Regions from separate parts of the Anas platyrhynchos genome. Here region 1 is linked to region 2. A link is a contact called in public Hi-C data. All regions are on one chromosome and are shown on one strand. Each heading gives the region's core, a stretch centred on a gene start, on an enhancer-like site or on the middle of the called end of the contact. The rest is flanking DNA. Distances are from core to core; before and after follow the strand shown. Region 1 overlaps ATXN1 (ataxin 1). Region 2 overlaps ATXN1 (ataxin 1).

Region 1 (5,844 bases), core at 1,080-3,579, 100 kb before region 2:
ATTATGTTTTCTCATGATTTTTCGATCCTTTGTTGTTTGTATGAACAGCCATGAAAGGCAAAAGGTGAGGGAATGGATTCTTGGAGGATGTGTGCCCTTAAATGCAGCTGTAGGCATGCAAGTAGTTAGTTTTTAAGTTTTGCTGGTTATCTATGTGATTTAAAGAGAACAAGCAAATTGCTAGTTATTTCCAGGTGACCCGCCCCTTGACTATTAGACCATTCCTGGTGAGGAGCTCCAGTATGAATGTGGGAACATAAGTCCAGGTGTCCAGGTTTGAACACTTTACGTAACATTAAAAGGAGGAAGTGGAAAGGGGAAGAGTTGAGAGGTAAGGAACAAGTAATACATGGCTTGTGGGGAAGCCTCTGGTATTCAAAACCAGTTACTCTAGGCTTGAACATTTTCAGCTTCTTAAAATACCAACTTCTTGCACCACTCCATTTGACTGTTTTATCATGATCTTTAGGCTTCTCCTTCTTTACTTTTCCTTGCAATTCTGTGAGCTAACAATTTAAAGGGGGAGAGCAGGAGGGAGTGAGTGTGACTTAGATTCTCACATTATCAAGGCCGGTGAGGGTTGGGAGAAAAGGTCAAATTTGTGAATAATACCATGAAAAAAAGTTCAGAACCTGGAACCACTCCAAGCCGTGGGAGATGCTGTAAAGTTTTATGCCTTGTTTGTATAAGATGGTCAGAAGATTATTGTCTTCTTTCCTCAGAAAAAAAAAAAAAAACCGACTCCAGACCTACTTGAAATCTTGCAGGATTTGCTAAAAATCATGGGAATTGGTATCAAAAGTGCAGGGTGAATGCAGCAGTTGACTCTAGATAGATGATTGTTTTGTCTGTCTGTCTTCATACTTCTAAACTTCTTCTGCTAAAGTGTTTGTCAAGTTGTAAGATGTCTTCAGAGTCTTTGTAAGGTTTTTAGAAACGATCTGCAGAAAAAAATACAGGACTGTGTTCTTCATGAAAATTTTTAAGAACTTAGACTGTGTTTTCTACATTATCATCAAGAACACAAAACACTTTGCATCACAAGCACTTTGCTTGTTTGGTAGGTTTCTTGTCACACAGGGATGCAGATTTGGGGCTTCTTGTGACTTCCTCTTGGTATTTTGTGCTTGTCGTTGTGTACCTGTGGGATGCTTGTTTGACTCGGGAATAAAATGCTGTGTAGGGTTCGAGTACAGCATCCAGCTGGTACCTGATCTGTAACGTGTGGTCTCCTACTGGTGTCTGCCGGGGGCATTGCTGTATGGCACTAGGAGAACTTGCAGTCTTCTGATAGTGGCAGTGATCTTTGCCTGCCTTGTCAGAAATATGCTGAGCGGGCATTTCAGGGATAAGATTTATTGCTTACTTTAGCAAGATCTGCAAACAATATCTGACTTAATAATTCTGCTTTCTGCTTGTAATTACACGTTATTACTTTTTGGTAATGCCTTCAGAACTTCTCAGTTCATTATCAACTCTCAGAACATAATTTAAGGAATAATGTGTATCCTGACTGGTCATAACGAGGCTGAAATTCCATCTTGGGCTTCTGGTGTCATCACAGAACCGGGATGGAATTACAGCTTTAATTTATGTACTATGGGGGATACATTATTTATTACTATGCATTAGAAAATGATTAATCTCTGCTTGTGTTGCAAGACTATCCTACTGCTAAAAGTCCCCAGGAAGTGCTGAGACATTGTAGAACTTCTTGTGCAGATTACAGCTTCATGAAGCTGCCAAAAAGGCCACTGCATTATTCAAAAACTGCTAGAGGTGATGAAAATTTACGAAGCCGCTACGGGGTTTTTCCTGACTAGTAGAATTCCTACAAGGTTTCCATCTGCTAAACCTGAGCGTTTGCCTACCTTTAGTCCCTTTTAAGTGTTTAATTTCACCTGAAGTCCTGATCAGATGAAAGAAGTTGAGCAGTGCTGTGTTTTGAGGACCCTGATTCAACAAAAGACTTCGACCATAGTCAAGCTCCACTGAAGACAACAGGAATTGGTTTGATCAATCAGTTCTTCAATTTCTACTTCTTTGTTTGTTCATAAAACCTATTTCTTCATCCTTCACTTCCCAAAACTGTGCCTGTGTGTGCATGCATGCCTCCATGAGTATGGGGAAGCAGCAGTGGAGCAGTATGAATGGGTAGAAAATTGCAGTAAAACCAACTGATTCGTCCAGTTCTCATTCCAGCAAGCACATTTTTAATGCGTTATGCTCTGATAACGTTCCATTTTTGTGAGCTTTCTCTGTACCAGAAAAGTCAGTAATCAGGTCCTGGTATGTAATTAATAACGCCGTGTGGCTGGCGGTGGTGTCCGCAGCTCTGGCTGTTGACCTTGAGTCACCGCATTCCTTCACAGCTGGTTTTCGGTGGGGTTTAGCCTTTCTGCTGGAGCAGAGAATTTGTCGCTTTTCCTTTTACAGTCCGCGGCCAGGAGTTTGTACAGAGACCTAATACCAGCCACTACGCCGAGCAGCTGTTACCAAGTAACATAACTAATCCCTGCCTCTTCATAAAATGAATTTGAGACTTGGAGCTGGGGGGGGGGGGGGGGGAGAGGGTGGTGTGCGAATTTGCTTTTGCGAGTGCTGTGCCCTGGTTTGGAAAAAAAAAAAAAAAAAGAGGAAAAAGAAAACCCCAAACCCTAAAGGTTTGTAGGAATTCTAATTAATAAGCCCAGCAAAATGTCTTCAAAGTGCTCGGCATGATTAGATCTGAAGAAGAGAACCAGATATTTGTAAAAGATCAAACAGATACAAATACCTTAAGAAAAGAAGTCACTGATGTAAATTAAGTGAACACTTTATACTAGTACAAAAGTATTATAAAAAATTAAATACTCCCACTTTCTAAGGCAGCATTTTTATCTAAGGCTCCGATGACATGTATAAACCACTCAAGTTTCAGTCTTGTGGGTTACATTGTCACCAGAAGCTCTGACTAATAATACAGCAAAGTCTTACAAATGACAGTTGGATATAGTATGACTCTAAATGGCATTTTTTTGTTGTTTTATTATTTCATGTGTTTAAGGAAAAAAAAAAAGAGAAGCTCTCAGTGCCTACTGACTAATTGGGCTGAACAGAGAGGAGTGCTACCCTCGATCTAATTTGGGTGGCCGTGTTATAAATCACAGATGTGGAATCTAACACCCGGTGACAAAGTGGATAATCCTTCGGGTGTAAAATCTTGAAGCTGGTGTATAGAAAGACGTACAAAGCACGCCGGCAGCTCTCCCCCACGCGAAATTAAAATAATTGTCATTTTTGCAGGGAACACCATGGGAATCAGAATCGGAGACAACCAGCCTCTTCAGCGTGAGAGCTGAAGAGATGGCTGCAGTTTCTAGGCAGAGTTTCAGCCCGCTGGAGCTGTATAAATAGATCACTGGTGCCATGCAGATCTGCTGGGGACCAATCGCTGTTCCCTTCCACATCACGAGGAGATGCAGAGGAGCAGTCCTCTGCGGCTACCTGTGCTGCGCCTCTCGCGCTGAGCGCATCGGCTGGGGCTTCTGAGGGCAGAGAGGCTCGCTCGGGTGATGCTCTCCCCCCCACGAGCAGCCTGGCACGAGGCTCCTGCAGTTACAAGCCTGTGTTTTCAAGGCTCGCTTAGATCGTAAATTGGACGTGGCGTTTGTGCTAGCTTTCTGAATGAGTTGCAGCCTTGGGAATCCGGTGTCGTGTGAATCGAGATAGCATGTCACATCACTGGAGAGGAAACTAGCTGCTAACCATTGGGGGGACTGGGTAACTGTGGTGTGGCAGAGGCATGAGATCAGAGCTTCTTCCTAAATCCTGAGCATGAATTTCACACGTTGCAGCTGCATTTCTTCGCTGCCTGCTAGTTCGCTACGGGTATTATTGTCAGTGTTGCGTGGGGAGGGGCTTTTAAGTTCGCTATGAGACGCAGAAATGAGGAAGAATGCAGATATTTAAGGGTAGGTTTCTCAAGGTCCTTAAGCTCGTGGCCCCTCCTGATGGCTGTGGGGTCAATTGCGTTGAGCCAGCACGCTCCAGAAGCGTTGGATCCTGCTGCTGGAGGCCAGGACTGACACCCTGGATGCGCGCTTCTGCGCAGATGTGTGGGACTGAATCCTCAGCGTTCGCGAGGAGCATCACGTTAAAAGCAAGCTGGAGGAAAGAGAAAGAATGACGGTAGGTTTTAACGTAGGATTAGGGTCCGATAACTTCTTGGCACAGGTTCCCCGACGCTGGGAAATGAGCCTTCAGGTTGCATTGTTGCACTCACAGGAAAGCGTGCCAGCAGCACTGCGAGCACTGCCCTCTTTCCGTGCCTGCGGAGGTAAAACAGAGAGACGTGGCTTCTTTCACCCTGGCCACAGGGCTAGAGCTGGTCCCGGCTTTGTTCTTCAGGGCGTGAGCTGTTTGACTGCCTGAGATTTCTTTTTCGATGGGTAGCAATGGGATAATCCGGCCGCACGGTGCCGGCACTTGGGGCTGGGTTGTGCTTGCCGTGGTGCACTGCGCGAGCTCCCGAAGTTGTGTAATTGGGAGCTTGCTGTCATACTGCGGATGACTGATGGCATAATTTGTATTTTCAAAATACATAAAGGAGCTCAGCCTAATCAGGTGGTGTGGTAAATATTTCCAGGAGATAAAAACAGAGTATTAGGGCAGGGAACGGAGTTATAAACTTCCTTTAATGAGCTGCATATTGTTTGATCATGTTTTTTCATATACATGAGCTTCTGCATGCCAGATTCGAGTAATAATTGGCAGCTACTTCACAGTCCTAGAGAAATGATACTATAAATACTGGAAACAGTCAAAACGAGTAGATGTGTCAGTTTGCCTTTCAGACTACTGTGACTAACAGGTGATTAGCACAAACAGTAGAAGGCCCATTTGTTCTTCTCCTAGCTCCTGGAAATACAGGGAGAGGGGGAGCTGCTCTGCGCTAGCAGCGGTACCACTGGCTGCCTTGGCTTACAGGTTTGCCTGGGCAAGCGTTTGACTTCCAAATCCTGCTCACTTCTTGAAGTCCCTGACGTTAAGCATGTGAATGGATAGGTTTGGGGCTTGAAGGAGCCTCCTGGGCTTATTCCGGAGAGTTTCCAGCAAAACCTGATGATGCAGGAAAACCCCCAAATTACAAGGCTTTTCCTACTTCAGTGGGTAGCTCGTGGTGTTGATGGCATGCAAAGCAGAGGGAATCCGCGCCCATTTGTTCATGCATGCTGGTAGTATTCAGTCTTCCAAAAAAGATGCAGTAAATGAAAATATCTCCTGCCTTGCATGCTGATCGGCTGCCATTATTTCTCAAAGATGGAGATTTTAAATAGCAAATGTTAATTTGAGGAGGCTTTTAAGATATACGGAAAGCACTTCTGAAAAAATATTCAAATGACAGTGAAGGATTTTTGTTTTCTGTTTAGCTTTTTTCTACAGTACAAATGTGCCCATACTCAGTGAAACTCACACTCAGAGGGATTTGGCTGTGCGGGAGAGTATCCCTCCTTCACAATGTTGTATTGCAGAGCAGCTTGGTTTTAATGATAAGGAGTTCCCAGTAATAGCTGTGAAGAGGCCTAGGTACGATCATGGGTGGATGAATTTTTTTTTTTTTTATAGCGTTTGGATGTCTCTCTGAAAATGCTACGCTGCAGCTTTTGGGGCTGGATAATGCTCACGAGCAATGGAAGGGTGATTCCCACTTCTGAAGGGATTTTAGGCTGAAATTGTGTGGTCTCTCATATGGATTAGCGTAAGTCTAAAGGCACTTAATGGTCTTGGCTGATTTAAAAAATCTCTTACTTTGTGCTTAAAGCCTAAATTGGTTAATGTGGTTTATATTACATTTGAATATAT
Region 2 (5,978 bases), core at 1,792-4,291:
ACCTCAGAGGAGAGGGTGTTACTCTTACTTTCCCCTCGCGTTTAAATATTCAGATCTGTGAGAAGAGCTGAGGAGTTGTCCTTTACTTCCCAGCACAGCTGAATACTCGTGGCTGCTCTGTCCTCTCTGCCGTGCTGCCACCTCCCAGAAGCTCTCCTGGGATTTGTGCACAAACCTGGGGACCAACTTCTTGCCTCGTTCTGTGTGCACGACTTTTCTGGTAGAAAAGTTAGCGCGTGTGAGGTGTGTGTCCGTGGCTGCGAAAGGGTGTGCATGTGCGGGAAGAACTGTCAACCTTGAAAAATTATTTTTCATTTCTTTCCCATTTCTCAAAGAGTTTCAGAGTTAATTTTTAAAGCTTCAGTGCACATTGGAAAGACACTAAAAGCGGTAAAAACTTCTGGGTTTCAGATGTGGCATTTTTTCCTTGCTTGCCTTAACCAAGAGAAAGATCCTGTACTTAGAGCGAGCACAGCCTTCCAGGAAAGAAACAAATGCTTCTCAACATGGCTTGTGCAGCTCCTTTTGTCACTTTGAGAGGCTGCTTTTTTCAGCGTTGGAAAAGCTGGAGGTGAAGTGATTAATGTAGGCCCAGTCTTTTAGCTCTGACATCTCTGCTCTCCTTTCTGCATTGCTGGAGCCTGCTTGACATGGTTTCAAGCGGAGAGCAGCACCATGCAAGTGATTTTTGCACACATGGAGGTGATCATTGGTGTTCACCCCCGCTCTGTCCTGCACGAGTCTATCAGCAGAGGAAATAAGCAGTGTTTGGGGTAGGTTTGCTTTCTGGGACTGGTCCTGCGTTTGCTGCCAGGTGGTTTCTTGTGCTTTGAGTGGAGCTGCTCCCTGATACGGGAGAGAGGGGAGAAGTGGCCATGTCTTGGTGTGTTGTGGAGGGCTCAACTGGACCAGACAGCATCTCTCTTCCTCCCCAGCTGAGACAGCACAACAAAGTGCAGTCAGAAAAAATCCTACCCCATCTTTTCTCACACTGGAGCACAGTCCACAGCCTCCTGACCCCAAAGGAGAAGCACCACCTAGCTCAGCAGAGCCAGTGCCAGCAACCACGAGCTAGCGGTGGGGTTAGGAAAAGTGAGAGGAGGGAGTGTGTTGTGCCCCTGAATGGGATTTCAAATATTTTGTCTTTGGCTCATACGTAAGCTGACTAATCCTCATGGTTTGGCCACCTGTCCTGCAATGTGTGTCTGTCTGTCGGGGTGGAAATTTGCTCTCTCTTTGCATTTAGCAGCGCACAGGGTTACTGCCTGGCACGGTTTTACTGCCTAGTGCAGTCTTTCCAACCCAGACCCATGTGCCCGGGGCTGGCCCCAGCACCCTAGGCACGAGTCCATCGCACAGCTTTTCATGGTGCAGTGGAGGGGAGCAGAGAAGTGCAATCCCACTGCTGGTTCATAGCAAAACCCAGTATTTGATTGCGTTTCCTGACAAGCTCGATCTTGGGCAGTTTCGTGTGTAGTAGCTGCATGCCACGGAGATCGCGTACCCTTTAGGCGTGTTGGACTGAGTTTCACTCTTCCCCTTTGTGCAGCGTTGCCGGTTTGTTAGATGCAGATTAGAGACAAAAGCTTTCACAATTAGTATTTTAATGGGAGAGCAGAGGAGTGACATTATGACCCGCTTACAAATGTGCCCGAGATTGTCTGGAGTCCAGCCCACTCCGGGGAGTGAAATCCTGCTTCCTGGGGATTAGTCCAGAAAACCAGCCCTTGTTATCGGCTCTCACAGCTTCACAAGCCCAAGCGAGCATACTCGGGTGTTTCCAGGTACTGGAGAAGCGCTCGCCTTTGCCTCGTCCAGTTGCAGAGACTCCAGAGACGTCCTCGGAGCCCAATGCAGCTCGGCTCTCCTAAACGCGGTATTTCCAAGCCCTCCTGCTCGAGGAGTGGAGGAAGGAGCTTCTTTCCAAGAAAAATGTAGGCTGGGTAATCTGACATCATTCGGAGTCACATCACCCTACGCCCACCAGCGTTCAAAGATAGAATGGGAATGGCAGAATCTGTTCTCAGGGTAACACTAATAGTACTTCTCCTGCAGCTCATTGTGTGCCGTCCCCACCCCGCCATCACCACAATTAACATTTCTTGCAGTGACTTGGGAAAGTGTTGCCATAACAAGGTTGCGGGATCGGCAACTGCAAAAAACCCTAACGAGGTACCTAATGGGGCTTTTTGTTGCCATTATTTCTGCTTAATATATTCCGAAAAAGTCGGGAGGTTTTAACCTTGCCTTCAGCTGCAGTACCCGGGCATGTTTAACAGAATACCACTTCATTTGTACTGCAGCTAACGTGGGCTAAAAGGGCTCGGAGACCCCTCTAATGTAGTCAGTCAAATTGGTGCCCGGAGCCAAAGAAAACGTATAGCCAAACACATGTTTTCGGTCTTGAGCTAAAAAAATGCACTTCATGTTGAATAGCCTCCTCCAAGTGCCGCAGTTAATAAGCCATGTTGTGTTTTTACTGGAAAAGTATGCTTCTAGCCAAGCATTCTTTGCATTTTTCCCAGGATTTAGTCATAAAATCACTTTAGACATATTGCAAGTATGAAATGTGTGCACATCAGATAAAGGGCAGCAATTCTTGTTTTGCTGTAAAGCTCCATGGAAACATTTTTATCACCGTCAAATGCATTATCCCGAGAAGTCTGGCCCCTTTCTTCGCTGCGAGCACCCAGTTGGATAAGAAAGCGCCGAAGGACGGAGCCAACCTGAGGCGAGGGTGGTTTGGCGAGCGAACACGCGACCCCATCCCGGTGAGTTTGGTGTCCCCGGGATCCGCTTGCCCGCGGTGGCAGACACCAGGTATCAGCCGCCGTGCCGCTCTGGGCATCCCATCCCGGATGCATAATTCTGCAGGCATTAAAAAAAAAAAAAAAAGTGAGAAACCTGGAGACTTGCTGAACTATTTTAAGCGTTATTATTTCAAGAAATGATTTACGCAAGCGAGAAAAGCCTCTAGCACAGTAGGCAGGCGCAGCCCTTGGAGGCAGCAGCGCACAACACACACTCTCGCAGCCCCCTCTGGCTGATGCTCGCAGCATCGTGGCTCTGCTCGGGAGCCAGCCGCCAAGTTCCCCATGCTGGCTGGCGACCAGCCTTCCTGGGGGAGCAGGGGGCAGAGGGAAGCACTGCTGCAGTCAGCAGCAGCAGCAAGGTTTGAAAAGAACAAGGGTGTGCTCGTTCTTGGTGTGTCGGAATAGAGGGAGCTAGCTATCAAACATATGTTCACACATCCGCAGTATACAGAGTAATGTGTATATACCACCTCGCCGAGCCAAGCTGTGTTCGGAATCAGAAGGATATTTAAAGCAGCTCTGCAAACTTCACAGCGCTGGGCTCGTCTCTGAGGGGACCTGCAGGAAAGCTGGTCTGATCTGCCTGTCTTGGTGTCTGCAATTCCAGCCTGGATTCTCGGGTAGCTCCCTCGGCGCTAAGAAACAGGCACGTAGATGAGGAATACAGACGAAGGGGAAAAGCCCAAGGAGCAGAGAGGGGTTACCCAGCCTGAAATTTCATCCAAACCCCATGCAAGCATCATGGAGCAATGAGGTCTGGCAGGAGGGCAGCTAAAAGCCATCCCCATCCAGCGAGGACTCAGGAAGATCCACAGGAGTCAGGCCTGGATCCGCATCAGGTTTGGAGCGCAGTCCTTACCTGCTGCGGAGGTTTTGGGGATGGGACAGCCGACAGAAGCCTCATCCCAGCCCCTTCCTTCCACTCTGGGAAGGAGCTCCCGGGGCTTTCACAGGCCTGCGGGTCCGTGCGTGACCCACCAGAGCTATCACACTGTGTTCCTCCTGGGCCAGGCCAGGGTGAGGATTTTCCCGTTACAGGCAGGTCTCTGAAGGTACTTTTAGCTCAGTCCCTGCAATATTTGATCACTTTGCCTTCTTGGACAAGTTGGCATTTTTCACTCGCACGGTAGCGTCTTTCACAGGGGAGGAACTTTATTCTGCTGCTGCCTTCCTAAATGCCTTTTTTTTTTTTTTTATTGTACCTAATCAATCTTGCCGTGTTACTAAGAGCAACATCCCTGCTGGCCAGTCGAGAAGCTGGAAGCCTTACATGGCCTGGTGCGTACCCAGCACAAAGCTCCCTTTCATACATTCGGCGGCTGAATTACCAGCGATGCCGAGATCACAGCGCTGATAAAACAGTGTTGAAAGCCCTGAGCATTTCAGACTTGGTGCTCTCCGCCTAAAGGATAATTTTAGAATACTCTTCCCCTCGATAATAGTGATTTTACAGCAATGTAACTGTTGAATTTTAAGAGTTAGATCAGTGTAAATGAAGGCAGATTCAGCTCCTTTCTTCTAAGGCAGAGAACAAAATTCTTTTATATCAGCAGTTACAAATGTATAAAAAATCCAAATGTGCATACCCACACAAAAACCTTCCTCCTCTTAAGGCAAGACCGTAAATAATTAATATAATAACCTGCTTACAAATTCAATCTAGCTGTAATAAGTTTGTTGAGACATTTCGGATTAGCTCTGTCCTTTTTTCTTTGCTCTCGTTTCCTCTCCCCCCATGAGTGCAGGTAGCTTCCACCTGCATTGAAAGCAAGCAAGCGTATTCTTTCTAGTTGGAGAGCTGCCTTTTCAAAAGGGGCTCTTACCTTGCTTCAAGGTTTTTATGGTATGATTTTTATCTTTTATCTTTTTTTTTTTTTTTTGTATTCAGGTTTTTCTGTTTCTCCAGAAAATAAAATGCTGCACATTAAAATCCACTTTCCCGTGGGCAATTCTTGCAGCTTTTTGCAAACAAAGTGCTTAAAGCCTACTTGCAAGGTGATTGTACTAAACAAATGTAGTAAATAATCCCGAAATTGCAATGCATCTCATTTACATCTGAATGGAGTTACTCAGATGTGGGATGCCGGTGGTACAAGTGACTCCAGGAACGCTGCTTCAGGTTTTGTGTTTGCTAATACAGGCAGCTGTACTGCTTGTAGGTAAAAAAGCGTGACCCTGTGCAAAGGATGCGAATCTTACTTTGCTCTTCTCTAGGAGACCAAAGTCAGGTACCTAAATAAAGCTGGCCTGACCCTCAAGGTGCTGAGCAACTGTGCCTTCTGTGTAGGTAAAAAGGCGATGCAGCTGCCCAGCCTGTCTATAAAGCAGGTATTTTTTTAAGTTCCTAAAAATGGATTTAGAAGCCCAGTTTAAGAATACGAGGTTCAAGGTACGGGTCCTCACCAAGTCCGTGTTCAGCGATGGGCTGAGCAGGGGTGCAGATAGGTGCCGATGCTGGTGCAGAGCTGGCCCTCGCTGCTGCACTGATGGTGCCTCCATGAAGCTGGAGGGACGGAAAAGGCTTTCTTCAGAACGGCACGTTCACAGAGTTACAGAGAAACAACCCTTACCCCACAGGCTTAGCAATTTTGCAGTAGGTCTTTTTTTAGGGTGGATGAGGGTTTGGCGATTCAGCGCCCTGCAGCTCACCCCTTCAGTGTGCATCTCAGAAGGCCTTGAGTCTATTCGGATACGAGTGGTGGCAGTAGCACCTCTCCCCACCAGAGACAAGGTGAGCCAGCTCTCAGGAGGTCTCGGCGATCTGGAGGTGGGTCAGAGGAGCTGGTAGCATGCTGGGGATGTCCAGCTAGCTCCCTGCTGCTGCCAGAGGCTTGCCGAGGGCTGGGAGGCCGTTCCATATGCATGAGGGCACGAGCGCTGAGTCCTCCAAAAAGTAAGTTTGCTGCACACCATTTGCATTTAACGGGGAAAGAGCAGGGGTCCTTTTCGAAATCCATGCCCACTCACATAGGGAGGTTGAAACAGGATGAAATGCCATCAGATCGCTGCTTACAAGCAAGAAATAAATGCAAAGTTGCATGCGCAGCTTAGTTTTATTTTAGGAGAAGAGCTTGGAAGATCTGAGAGGGAAATTTAGCACAAAATGTTTAGATGGAAAAATATATACATTCCTCGCTTGACTTGCCTTTAAGCATTTTCTTAAAA

What was found. Hi-C and Micro-C count contacts between places; a contact is called where the count stands out from the background.
Region 1: a contact with region 2 is called in a Hi-C map of F5 follicle, with 1.8 times the contacts expected there. The contact joins two enhancer-like sites. A contact is called at or near these places in 2 of 8 Hi-C or Micro-C datasets (F5 follicle and subcutaneous adipose tissue).

The regions. Positions count from the first base shown.
Region 1 is chr2:107,020,497-107,026,340 of IASCAAS_PekinDuck_T2T, forward strand. The region is part of intron 3 of ATXN1 (ataxin 1); the gene reads left to right. Among named protein-coding and RNA genes, the nearest start is that of ATXN1, 54 kb to the left of the region's middle. Within about 2 kb of position 2,330, at least 3 of the 8 cell types and tissues checked have an H3K27ac peak or open chromatin away from gene starts, as enhancers often do. A contact at or near this core is called in F5 follicle, where this site is marked.
Region 2 is chr2:107,122,865-107,128,842 of IASCAAS_PekinDuck_T2T, forward strand. All of the region lies in intron 5 of ATXN1 (ataxin 1), which reads left to right. Among named protein-coding and RNA genes, the nearest start is that of GMPR, 80 kb to the right of the region's middle. Within about 2 kb of position 3,042, at least 3 of the 8 cell types and tissues checked have an H3K27ac peak or open chromatin away from gene starts, as enhancers often do. A contact at or near this core is called in F5 follicle, where this site is marked.